2 separate regions of the Mus musculus genome follow, and region 1 is linked to region 2. The links are chromatin contacts, called in public Hi-C maps. All regions are on one chromosome and are shown on one strand. The core of a region is the stretch at or near the end of the contact, and the rest is flanking DNA. Distances in the headings are between cores, read along the strand shown. Region 1 holds the start of Odc1 (ornithine decarboxylase, structural 1). Region 2 has its middle 21 kb from the start of 2410004P03Rik.

The links. A called contact is a pair of places that touch in the nucleus more often than the background predicts.
Region 1: a contact with region 2 is called in a Hi-C map of the G1E-ER4 cell line, with 5 times the contacts expected there. The contact joins the promoter of Odc1 here to the enhancer-like site in region 2. A contact is called at or near these places in 3 of 39 promoter capture datasets (the 3T3-L1 cell line, the C10 cell line and cranial neural crest), 2 of 484 Hi-C or Micro-C datasets (the G1E-ER4 cell line and the N1E-115 cell line) and 1 of 9 other capture datasets (liver).

Annotation. Positions count from the first base shown.
Region 1 is chr12:17,540,432-17,547,118 of GRCm38.p6, forward strand. Odc1 (ornithine decarboxylase, structural 1) reads left to right here and starts at 4,442. Exons shown (of 12, transcript NM_013614.2): 1 at 4,442-4,737; 2 at 6,665-6,687. It overlaps Gm22748 (a small nucleolar RNA gene), which reads left to right and starts at 5,715; the gene lies at 5,715-5,850.
Region 2 is chr12:17,029,695-17,036,130 of GRCm38.p6, forward strand. No RefSeq gene overlaps it. Among named protein-coding and RNA genes, the nearest start is that of 2410004P03Rik, 21 kb to the left of the region's middle. Within about 2 kb of position 3,962, at least 77 of the 459 cell types and tissues checked have an H3K27ac peak or open chromatin away from gene starts, as enhancers often do. A contact at or near this core is called in the G1E-ER4 cell line and the N1E-115 cell line, where this site is marked.

The DNA of each region.
Region 1 (6,687 bases), core at 3,192-5,691, 510 kb after region 2:
ATCCTTCTAGTGGCCCCTGGCAGACCCTCAGGAACCTGGTCCTACCAGTGTTGTCTCTTATATACAGGAACTCAACAGACATGCAGAATGAGCACACTACCCAAAGATAAATACTCGGATTCTTGTGTCTCCAATTCTAGAAAATACACAATAAGGAGGGAGTTCTTAGCAGCCAGTTGCTCCCACAGAAACCACAGATGCCACTAAAATGAACCTCAGGACAGGGGTTACTTCACTGCCACGTCCTGTGTGGCCACTGACCTGCCCCTGAGCCTGCTGGGCTTGGGAAAGTCCTGTCCCAGTTTCCACTACTGGGCTTGCTGTCTGGTCCCATCCCAGTAAGCTCTACCAGGGCTGGGTAAGGTAGGGTCATGATGTAACTTCACTCTTCATAATAAAAATACCGAGACTTGTACACATGGGTGTCTGATGCTTAGAAGAGATCCTCTGGAGCAATGCCATCACTTCTGATGATGCCACCATTGCTCAGAACAACCTGGAAGCTGCCTTCCCTGCCTTGGGCACATTATTTGGATTATCAGTGGAGGTGGCACACTTTCTGCCTCGGAGGGAGGGTTAGCTCTTTGGAGACACTCAACACAATTTCAGGGCAAGTCTAGCATTGGTGAGTTACAGCAGTGGAACACTATTTTGGGTCAAATATCCAGATGTGACTTGTCTGGTGACTGCTCTCCATTGCCCAGGTATCTTGAGTTGTGCACCTTTAGCAAGGCAGGTGCTAATTTCCTTATGTGGCCTAATATTAGGAATCTCACTTTAGTCTGCTCTCTTCCTTTCTTTCCTTCTTTCCTTCCTTCCTTCCTTCCTTCCTTCCTTCCTTCCTTCCTTCCTTCTTTCTTTCTTTCTTTCTTTCTTTCTTTCTTTCTTTCTTTCTTTCTTTCTTTCTTCCTTCCCTCCCTCTTTCTTTCTTTCTCTTTCTCTCTTTCTCTCTCTCTCTCTCTCTCTCTCTCTCTTTCTTTCTTTCTTTCTTTCTTTCTTTCTTTCTTTCTTTCTTTCTTTCTTTCTTTCTTTCTTTCTTTCTTTCTTTCTTTCTTTCTTTCTTTCCAAGACAGGGTTTCTCAGTGTGAGCAGTCCTGGCTGTACAAAGCCCAGCTTTGTAGACCAGGCCAGCCTTGAACCTGCCTCTGCCTCCCAAGCACTAGGATTGAAGGTGTGTGCTACCATGTCTGGCTAGTCTGTTCTTTTCCTAGAAGACAGATATGACTTTGGATACGGATTCCTCCTCCTCTCTTCCTCTTTTAAGAGTCTATCTTGAAGCCAGGTGTGATGGCCCATGCTTTCAATACCCGCTGAGGCATACTGAGGCATACTCTCTGTGAGTTCCAGGTAGCTTATCTATATAGCAGATTCCTGGCCAGCCACACATACAACAATGAGACCTTATCTAAAACAAACAAGCAAGCAAGCAAACAAACAAACAATGCTTCAGGCTGCACATTTTCGGATGGGTCACGACAGCTAATCTCATCCTTGGGGAAAAAAAGGAGTTGTTAGGAGGGGATGAACCAATGGATGAATGAAAGCCCTGTCTTGACTTTGCCAATACCAAGTAAATGGATTTGTATACAATTGCTGGTTATTCCTTTATGCGATGTAATTCTTTTCCCATAAGGGGCCCTCTTTACATTTGTAACTACCCCATGTACTTGGGAGGTGGAGGCAGTAGCCATTCAAGGCTCTGCTCTGCTACACAGGGACCTGAGCTCCATGAGATGCTGTCTTAAAAAATAAAGTTAGAGCTCTTAGAACTTGGCCCAACCATCACTACTTGTAGACACTGAGCTTGCACCTCCAAGGAGGGGCGTGAGATTCAGGATTTTACCATGGGCAAGTGCTGAGAGTCCCTAAGAAAGTCAGAGACAGCCCCAGAATATAAGACAGTAACTGAGAACACCGCTAATAGCAGCATCTACACTGGTTTCATCCATCCTTCGGTGCCTCTGCACAATCTAGCACAAACACCTCACTGCATGTCAGGATAACATTCTGGACATTGGCATTTTATAAGGTCTCATCGCTTTACTTTGGAGAGACAATGGCAATGGAACTTGGGGCCTCAAATTGCCCCTAGGGAGAAAGGGGCAAGCACTCTTGTGTTGAGTGGTAGCCTAGCCTTTGTTGATTTTCTCTTAAGGAAGATGGGTAGGGAAAGGGAGGAACCGGTGAAAATAATATCAGTAATGCCACTCGTTTGACTAAGCCTGGGTTTAGTCACCACTGGTCTGTCTTCTTGAATGCAGGTTAGTAGTTGAGTCTTATGACTCAAGCTCAGCTGCTTTCAGACCGGCTTTGGGGACCTCTCCATGCTGGAGCCTGTCTACCACCAGCTAGCAGGGCCACTACCCCAGGAAATGGGCCCCTCCTTCCCTACCTTCTGTCCCCACCCTGACAGTCAGCTGGATCATGTACAAGACACCACCTCCCGAGGGTTTGGGCAGGAATTGGAATGTGGGTGGGTTGGTGCCATACATACATAGGCAGTTGTGATAGAGCCAGAGTAGTTTATAATTTGGAATGGTCTCCTGGTCTTCCTGACCAAGACCTGCGCTCTTCTTCCCAGGTAAGGTTTCCAAAACTAAAACACTATGATTATCTCCCATCACAGAGATAAAGATGCTAATTGAACGCTTGGGGCTGTATGTTCTTTGACTGGTCAAAACAGCTAATCTGGTCCTTGGGGAAGAAAAGGGTTGTTAGGAGGGGATCCCATACCCTTCTCCTGCTCTGCATGGTACCTTGTGACTGCTCCAGGATTATATAAAACTAAGGAAGAGCAGGGTGCCCAAGAGAAGAGTGAAATGCCCATCCCATCGTTGTATGGACAGCTTGCTTGATGCTTTTGTGGCTCTTGTTTCTTTCTGCAGAAGCCATGATTCAGGGAGAAGTGAATCACTCGTTCTTTCATTCACTCATTCAACAAATATCTATGGACTATGACCCAGGCTTGGAAGTGTGTACTAAGGTTTTTCCTCCCAGGACTTTGTGGTTGTAAAAGACCCTTGGGTACATGAGACCAAGGCTTGCACAAAACTGCACAACAGTTTGGGAGTGGAGCTGGGTTGTGGATTTTCTCTAGGGACCTCTGGAGAAAAGCCAGTGGGGTTTGTTTGTTTGACTTTGTTTTGTGATAGGGTCTCACTATGTAGCCGTGGTTGGTCTGGAACTCTTTGTAGACTATACTGGTCTCAAACTTAAGAGATTTAGCTGGTCAGAGAAGGAACATACCTTTAATCCCAGCATTCTTGAGGCAGAGGCAGGTAGAGTTCCACTAAAGCCAGGGCTAAACTGAGAGGCCAGGTCTCAAAAACAAACCACCCAAACCAAACAAAAAACAAATAAACAAAAGCCTGCCTCTGCCTGAGTACTGGGATTAAAGGTGTGGGTCATCTGGCCCTGCTCAGGCCCTTGAAAAGCTTCAAGTTTTTTCCTTTGCTGTGATTCAAGTTAGTTTTTTGGTACTGCTATGGTATCTCAACGTCTGGGCTGGGAGAGGGGTTTTAACTGAGAATTAACAAACCATTAACATCGTATACATAGTATACATAGTAACAAATTGTAGTGTTCGTGTGTTTTTCCAATACTGAATATGTAAGTCAGTCCCACTTGTTCTTTAACAATGTAACTTTGGTGGATACAAATTTACTGCCCAGACTCTGTTCGCATTCAGGCTTCTCAAAGTTGTAGCTACCCTGAAAGACAGAATAAGAGAGACAGCTGGTGGCTGTCCACCACCTCTTACCTTGTCCCTAACACGCCTTTCAATACGACCCTTGCTTAGATAGAAGGCGTACTTAGCATGCAACTGATGCCTAACATCTAGTTGGAAGCCACCAACATAACACGGAGTGGCCGGGTCAGCCTCCGCGGGCTTGTCTCTCAGCAAGCTTTCAGGCTTAGGCATACAGGGTCGTGATGCAGGGTCAGTCTGCGCCACCAAGTCTAGTCTATGTGGCCGGCGCACAGCTCACGGCCCATCCATCCTCCGCTTGCATCTGCGATACGCCTGCCCCGCTAGGGAATACCACCCCCTGAATGGAAAGCCGAGGAAGAATTTTGCTAGTCTTCCAGGTCTGGGTTCAGCCGTTAGGACCTGGAGAGGGGGAAGAGATTGTGTGCCTAGGCGGAGAGGTAGGGGGCGAGAGACTGGCGACCAGGTACATGTGCGCATGCACCAGCCGACTCCCGCCCGCTGCCCATAGGGCCCTGCGGCATGCTGGCAGCCAGGACTGGTGATGTGGTGCGCGTGCGCAGGCCTGCCGCAGGGCGTGTCCGACACGAGGCCCGGCGGGGAGCGCGGGGCGTATGGGCGGGTGGGTGGGCACGCGCTGCGCCCCGCCCCACTGACGCGCCCGGCCCGCGTCCCCCGCCTCCGGCGCCGGGACCCGGGTTGGCCGCCACGGAGTCCCCGCCCCTCCCCCGCGCCTCCCGGCCGGAACCGATCGCGGCTGGTTTGAGCTGGTGCGTCTCCATGACGACGTGCTCGGCGTATAAGTAGCGGCGCGTCGCACCGTCGGGCTTTGTCAGTCCCTGCAGCCGCCACCGCCGGCCGCCCTCAGCCAGCAGCTCGGCGCCACCTCCGGTCGGCGTCTGCGGCGGGCTCGACGAGGCGGCTGACGGGGCGGCGGCGGCGGGCGGACGGACGGACGGACGGGCGCTCCTCGGGGTTTGGCGGCGGCGCCTCCATGGGTCAGGCCAGCCGGGCCACCGTGCTGTGAGGTGAGCGGGACGCGGGAGGGATGTGCGGCCACGTGTCGCGAGGCCCGGACTGCGGCCGCCGGCAGGGGACACGTGGCCCGGGACCGGTGACCTTGCGAGCCGCCGCCCTGAAGGCAGCTGCTCCTGGACCTCGGCTGCAAGCCCTCGGATCCCCCCATGGGAGCCCTCTTCGCGTCAGCCGGACTCAGCGCTCCACTTGCCCGGGTGATGATGGAGGGCAAGCCCGCGGCAGGTGCAGGGGAGCGCGGCCGCGAGCAGCGGTCCTGCAGTTAGTTTCCTGCTGCTTTCTTTAGTTTCACTACGTGTACAGAGCAGAGGCGATGACCCGGAGTGGAAGTTGGTAGACCAAATTTAGTCTGGGAGTCACTGCTAATGAATACCCACCAGCTGTGACTTGGAATTAGAACTCCTTGAATGACTTAGTGGTTTAGGGGAAAACGGGTTCCCGGCTGTCCCGGAAACCCTACTCAGAATCCTCAATAACTGGAAAAAGTGTGGGGGGCAGAGCCTGTCAGGAATGTCTGGGAGAGGACAAAGAATGTAGTGGTTTGTTTTATTCAAACCTAAGATCGGGCAGACTTTGACTGATTGGAATTCTTTTCTGTTTTAATTGGCTTATATCTTCCAGAGTTACCTTCTTGTGCTAATTGTCTGACACGATTTAGCTACTTCCCATACCAAAATGTGTTAGTAACATTTTTCTTTCAGATCTTATCTATTATATTATTTAGGCAAAGCTACAGAAAGGCAAAACAGTATCTCAAAGCTTTTCGTGTTTAAACCGGAAGGTTGCCTGGAAAATACTTAAGACCTAAAATTACAAAGTTACTGCCAAAGCCCATTCATCAGTTGTAAATGATATACAACGAGTTGGCTGGCTCTCTTCTCTAGTCTTAACTTAGGAGAGGTTTAGGCAGCTAACGGAAGTTGACATTGCCAAAAGTCTCGTTAAATTAAGGCTTAACATGTTTAACCATGCATGGATTTGGATTTATGGCAGGCTCTTCCCCGTGGGCCTCTCATAGTGTCCCATGCTAGAGCAAATTGTGGCTCCTAACCATTGCCCAGCCTCCGTGCCTGTAGGCTGCAGGCACTGAAGTGGGTCACACAACGGAAAAAAACGAGTTTTACTTGGCCACTTGCTGTTGTCCATTTCATAAGGCCCAGACAGAAGCTTTTATTAAGAGTGGTGACCTTGCTTATTTTTGTTAGTCATAAAGTTGACCAAAAATGCCTTCCATATGGTTATTATCCATAACTAAGTGGATATTAGAAGGCATTTGAGGACAGTCAGGATCCCAGAAGTGCTCATTTTGTTAGGCAATATAGGCTTTGGGATACTGGTGTCTCATAATAGTAACTAACAATATCCTGTTGATTTGAAGAGTTTGGGTTTTTGTTTTGTTTTGTTTTGTTTTGTTTTAATGCTAGTACTGCATGAAAGTTCCTTATGGAAAATTTTGATGGATTGTTCACTGAGTTTGAGTGCTCTAGATAGATGATAATGACTGTATTCACTTAAGATCATTCAGCATAACAAAGTGGGAAGGAATAAGATATTTTCAGGGCTGCATGTAGTTACTGTAATGCCATTTGAAGTTTCTGAAGACCTGGAACGGCTCAGAAATGAAGCCATGTAATACAGTAATATTGCCAGAGTTAATGGGCTGTATGCAGATATGCTTCTGAGACACATTCTGTTTTGGAGAGATGTCCCATATGTATAGAGTTGTGGCATTCAGTTTTGAACAGTGGAATCTGTTTGGGGAGGGTGGTGTCTATTCACCTAGGCCCTGGGATTCCCACCCACAGTTCTTCCTGTACTGGCTACTTTATTTCACCTGTTTACTCTGGTGTATGGTTGCAGCGTGTAACCTTTAATGGTAAGATTCCAAGGGAGATCACATCTTGTGTTTCTATTCACTAGTGTTTCCACCACTCCAAGAAGGC
Region 2 (6,436 bases), core at 2,712-5,211:
GCTCAGCCACACATAGGCTTATTGCCCAGCAGCTAGGGTAATCCCCAGCTTTTGGCAGTAGTTGGTGGTAGCCGCAGACAGCACCAGCTAGTAGCCACAGACAGCACCAGCTAGTATCCTGGTTGCCGAGTCTGGAGTGTTGAGACTCTGCCCTTAGAGTGATTAGCATCATAGATCTTAGGCCTCAGGCAGGGCTTGGTAGCTCTTTGGAACTCTAGTGGTGACTGAGGCTTCAGTTTCTCCTTGTCAGCTCTTCACAGCCTTCTCTGCACCTCCGCTGTCCTTGTCCTTTCCAATGCCTTCACCTGCTGGCAATTCTGCGCCTCTGGCCACTCTGGGGGAAATCCACTGAGCTCCCGCCCTGCCGCTGCCACTACCCCTGCACCAGAGCCATCTTCTCCAGCACCATCACATCTTTGTATTCCTAGCCCAACCCACACTACCTACCATAAAAATCCGAAGCAGGCTAAGCAAAAGGCCAATTAGGGGAGGCCTTTTATTGGCCTAGAATTGCAGCAGCAGAGGTGACACAGGATGGTGACTCCCTGATGACTTAAAAACAAAACAAAACAAAAACAAAAACAACCCCCAAAAAACCGAGCTAGTATGTCCTAGGTGTTTGCACCAGTCACTACAGTCCCGAAGGTCTATGTTACACCACTGCCGGCTTTCTTCCTTGATGAGAACTGGCTGCTTGAGTTCACCAAGGTTTGTGATGTCAAAAGCTCCGTGTGTCCCTGTCGTGGCAGGAGTAGTGCCTCTCAGAGCTGGAGCCGGAGCTGTGCTTTGGCAGTGGCAGCTGTGGTTGCAGTACAGTTTCCTCAAGGTATCTGTGGAGTGTTCGAAGCAACTGGGCTCCCACGAAGACAGTCGAGCCAGTTGCCAGAGAGAAGCTGCTTAGCTGGCAGACCTCTGTTCAAGTCAGTACCAGGAGCATCAAGGGAGCACCAGGCACGTGGGGGGTTCATAGCAGGGAATCAAATCACCTGATTCCCAATGTCCTAGCTGATTTGAAGGCAAAGTAAACATTAAAACATTAGAAGGGATGCTCTCAACAGGGGCTGACATCACTGTTCTCAACACTACTTAACAGTTCTCCGTTCTTCACCAGACATCCTCGTAGACACTTAGGCTACCCTTTACTCTTTTGTAAGATCTTCCACGCAGCTCTGAATTTCCCAGCTGCTCGGTGTGCTGCCCTAATCTGTGGGCTTCCATAACCACCTTACATTCAACATTCTCCAGAGTACATGCAATCTGGGTTCACCCATGTGGTCAGGGGTGTCCTCACATACCCGGAGAGATGAAGGGCTGCGTATTATTATCATCAATAATACGCAAAGAGGTCAGCCTCTACCTGTCGGAACCATGGCTTCCCAGTGCCCGCCACACTTGCTCAGCATAGGCATGGAGGGCTGGGGAGGAGGCAGACTGCTTGCCCTCTCTTTCAGGGAGCAGAGCAAATGTCCCTGTAGCTTAGTCTATGTATTAGTTTCTTTTTTTGTTGTGTCGACAAAATATCTAACAAAACCAACTCAAAGGAGGAGGGAAGAAAGGAAGAAGGAAGGAAGGAAAGAGAAAGGAGAGGGAAAGGAGTTAAGAAGGAGGGTGAGAGGAAGGAAGGAAGAAGGAGGGAGAAAGAGGGAGAGAAGAAGAAGGAAGGAAAAAGGAAGGGGGAAGGAGGAAAAAAGGAAGAAGGAAGGAAAGGAGGAACTAAGCCCCCCCCCCCCCAATTTTACCATTGACGTTACAGTCCATCATGGTGGGAAGTCATGACACTAAGGGTGTGGAATGGCTGGTCACATTGCATCCAGAGTAAGGAAGGAGACAGATGAATATTCATGTTTACCAGGACTCCATCCCATGGGATGGTGCTCCCCACATTTAGGCTGGATCCTCCCACGTTGATGAGCCAGTGTAGACAGTCCTTCACAGATGTGCCCAGGGCTTGTCTGCTGTGTCACTCTGGATCCATTAGGTTGACAATCACACCGTGGTTCTTCTGTCTGATCCTTGTCTCTTCAGCGTCCTGCTCACCGACATGTCCTACCCTTGGTCCCTAGAGCTATTTTCTCTGTAAAGGACCTCAGAGAGCATGTTCTTTGCATTCCTTTCTTCCTTCTGCAGACTCTGTGAAGTCAGAGGTGGGTTTTAATATAGGGGGAGGGGATAACTGAGCTATGGTGCCAGTTGCTTGGATTCCTTATCCCAGTTGAATGTCTGCACAACATACTCTGTCTGTCTGTGGATCTGTGTCTGTCTGCCTGCCTGCCTGCCTGCCTGCCTGCCTGCCTGTCTCTCTCCTTCATACACACACACACACACACACACACACACACACACACACACCAGGGTCTATCTGTGTAACCCTAGCTATTCTGGGACTACCTATGGAGACAATTCATAGACACCCACTTATCTCTGCCTCTGAGTGTTGGAGTTAGAGAAGCACACTGCCAGGCTTACCTTGGATGACATAGTCTCTTGGTGGTGTTGTGTAAGGTACAGATTCCCTGTTCTCCTGCATACCTGGAGATTGGCAGGGGGAAGAACCCTGGTCTCCAAGTCCTTGATGGTCCTAGGTGCTAGAGGCTGAGAGGTTAGGTCTCCTCCTTTCTGCCTCAGGCGTCTGGAGTTTGTGGTAGAAGTTGTAACCTTTGTCATGTGTGGTTTGGAGAACCCTGCCGTCCATTTTGGCCAGTGTCCTGGCTGCTGTAGATGTCCTGATCTATGGGTGGCACTTGCATTGGTCCCTAGCTCGACAGACCTCATGGGTAGTGCTATTGGAAAAGGTGCCCATGTTAAGCTTTCCACTGCTCCTTGTTCCTGGCTCCACCTAGGGACACCTCCATGTCCTGTGGAGCACATCGGGTTCTAAGGACCAGTCACTGACCCAGTGTGTTTCCCAAGCACCATGGTCCTAATGGTGATGGAGAGCCAGGCTATGGAGATGGGGTGGGAAGGGCAGACGCCCTTTTCCAAGAGTCTCAAATAAGAATCAGGACAGGTTCTTGCCTCAGCTTTCAACTTTCTAAACTTCGTGGACCACAAAGGATGTGGTTGCCATTGCTCCCTGCATGTACTGCCTGCCTCTCTACCCTTCTTCCCATACCACCCATGTGACCGGAAGGCTCATGACCTTTCTTCTGCTATCGAGGGTACCCCTCCTAATCTTTCACTCTTTAAGGCTGTGTTTCCTCTGGCCCATTCTGCATCCCCAGGAGTCCCTTGAGGACATAGCCTGTTATCTGTTCATCTACCACTGGTGCCAGGGAGTTCACCCCAGAAGCACAGGCCTGAAAATGAAAGTCATCCTCTGGTCACTGGGTCACCAAGAGGCTGACTCTTTCTCTAGCGTCAAAGGGAAACACGCTTTGACTCTCTCCTAGAAAATTCTAGACACACCAACACGGCACCTACGGGAGCCTTGGGAAGCATATTGAGAAACGCTATTCTGGATATTTTTGTGATACTCCAAATAACTTCAGTTTTCTCTCTCATCTTAAAGTCTCTTCTAACAACAAAAAAAACTCTTGCGTTGAGGACTTCCTTCCCAGCAGGTGGCGCTATTGAGCAGTGATTGAATCCTGAGCACCAGCAATCTATTCCTGAGTTCATACATAGGCTACAGATCCTCTCTGTGCCTTGTGTGTGTGTGTGTGTGTGTGTGTGTGTGTGTGTGTGTATAATATATATATATATTGGGGCTCTGCACAAATGAAGCTATCGCCATTACCGACCAAGCATTAGTTGAGGGACGATAAGTGTCCACCGAGAAGAAATGAAGCCCATTTGTGAAGTCAGTAGCAAGCGGGCCTCTTTGTACTTTGAAGCAGCAGAAAAGGCCAAACAGACCCATTGTTGCTATTTGTGGCTTTAAGAAGACCCTATATCTGATTGGCTGAGTGAAGAACAGAGAGGGTGTGGTAGAAACCGGAAGCACACTGTCTGTGGGGCCCTCAGCAGAACCATGTGGACTGCATCTCTACATAACCACACAGCAGCCGCAGAGCAGACAGTGAGCATGATCACACGGCACTTGGCAGAAAGGCAGACAGACTGGCTCGCCTCAGACGCTCCAGCTGGACCTCAGACGGAAGGTGCAGAGATTCAAATCCTTGGTCTCTCCACCGGGGATGTGAGCACCCTGGGTCCTCTTACATTGTAAGCGATGGGCTGTTAGGAATGACAGCCCCGAAGTCAACCAAGGTGGTTTTCATTCTCTCATTTGTCTGCCCTGAACACTTCACTCATTGGCAAGTATGTACGGTCCAGCTGGGAGGACTGATAACCAGCTCACAAAAGAGGTACCTTGAGTCCCCTGGCCGCAGTGAAACGGCTCCTCTAGGGTCAACACCTGGCTAGGGGCTGGCTGCTCCCTTTCTGTGCTTTTGTGCAAGAACCTTCCCTGTAGGGTGTGGACTGGCCCGGTACATTCTGCGTGTCTCCCATGGTCCTGGCTATGCACATTAACTGTAACACGATGACATAATTATAGAAACAGAGGACACCCTTCATTTCCTCAGTCACCTGCAGACCCAGAATATGCTGGAGAAAACTTGGATGCACCAACTCCTCATTACAAGCTGAGGCTAGCAATGAACAAAATAAATATGCATTGGAGACTGAATGCTATAATTAGCGTTTCCATGTGGCTAAAGAAAACGAGAGACATTTTAATTCCGGGCCTCTGGTTGCATGTTAAGTTGCTGCGAAGGGAATGGTCCTTGGGGGTTAACCTGTGAGGGACAGGCATTGTCTTAAGATCCTTGGTGTAGGTGGGATTCAAATGGAGCGGCTATGCCATTAGATAGCCCAGGGCTGAGCTTACTTCCTAGAGCCCAGTGAATACTCCCAATTGTAAGAGAGGCTGGCGTCGTCCCCTGGCACCCATGGTCCGGGTGAATCTATTCATTTAATAAATAATTAGCATTCGCATATCTGTTGTTCCTGGTGATGTCAGAAAGTACCTTTTCGTACTGTCTTCCAAATTCACATCTAGACGTGTGATGCTTTGACCTGCTACCTCCTTTAACTCAGTGCTGGGGACAATCTCAAAGCATTGTCCTGCTCTGCCCTTGGGGTAGCTAGCCAGCCTGAGGATTTTGTGCTTTCTTGATAACATAACTGGAGAAACTGGCATGTCTGAAAGAGAACAGGCCACATGGTCCTGAGCTCTTCTGCCCAAGGGGTGATAGGACTCTGTGTATCTCTTCTGGGGGATACATGGGGATTTGAGGTGACAGATAGGCAATCTGGGGGAATCCCCAGCATGGAGCCCAGGAGAGTCAAAGAGGAGATACCCGGCTCTTCTGCCTTCCGTGTTCCCAGGCACCAGCTTGTTGTAACACCGCGTTCTCAGGCCTCAGTGACTACAAGAGTTGTAAAACAGGCTGTAGCCTCACTGAAGGCACAGTGGCCACAATTAGCAACTGGAGAGGTGCAGTGTTGATCTCACAGGCATGAGGTGACTTATCCCAACTCACCTAAGAAGATTGTTCACACTAAGAGCTTTTTAAAACCCCAGTTTAGAGAGAGCTGAAGAATTCTCTCTGCCATTCAAGACCATCTTTAACAGAAAGCACACCGGAAGGGTGGTCCTGAAACACCCGTGTGACAGGCAGAGATCTGGAGTACCCTGAGACTTCAACTACCAGCCCTGTGCTCTGTGGATGGACAGCACCCCCTGCAGGACAGAACCTCCAGATAGAGATGTGTTAGACATGCTTATGTCCTGAAAGCCTTTTATTTTGTGAGACCTGGGTGGGGCTGGGTATTCATCCTGGAATTTCCAGAAGTTTTTCTCCTTAACTCCCAGAGAAATTTTATTTTGAAACAGAGTCTCACATAGCCCAGGCTGGCCTTGAACTCTCCATGTAGATGAAGATGAACTTGAACTTACCTTCCTGCCTCTACCTCTACAGTCAAGGAAGACACACCCCCCCCCCTCCACACACACACCCCTTGTGGCTGTGGCTGTATCACAAATAGTGCTAGGACTTGCCAAAGCCACAGCAGCACCTGGAGGTGACCTGATGATGGATGCCATGCTAGGCTCAACGTGACAGACTGGGAAAGTCTAAAGTCCTGAATCCTGGAGCCAGGAACTGTTTCCAGCCTCACATCCTGATGTCCTGGTGACACAGGGACAAACTGTCCTCACCCCCCCCCACCCCCCACCCCCCACCCCCCACCCCCCGGGCTCCACTCATGCATCCTGTTCTCCTGCTGAGAGGGGTGCCACTCTGGGCTGCTGCTGCTCAGGCCTAGGGTCGTGCGTGCTTTGTGCAGACACTCTGGGGGACTCTTTCTCCCTCTGTGCCCTCTAGGGAGGCTTTTGGAACCACATCTTAGAGTACAAAGCTGGGAAGCTTGGCCACAGACTCTGGCATGGTCAATTGGTCCTCAGTGGGACGCCTGTGGATTGGCTTCATCC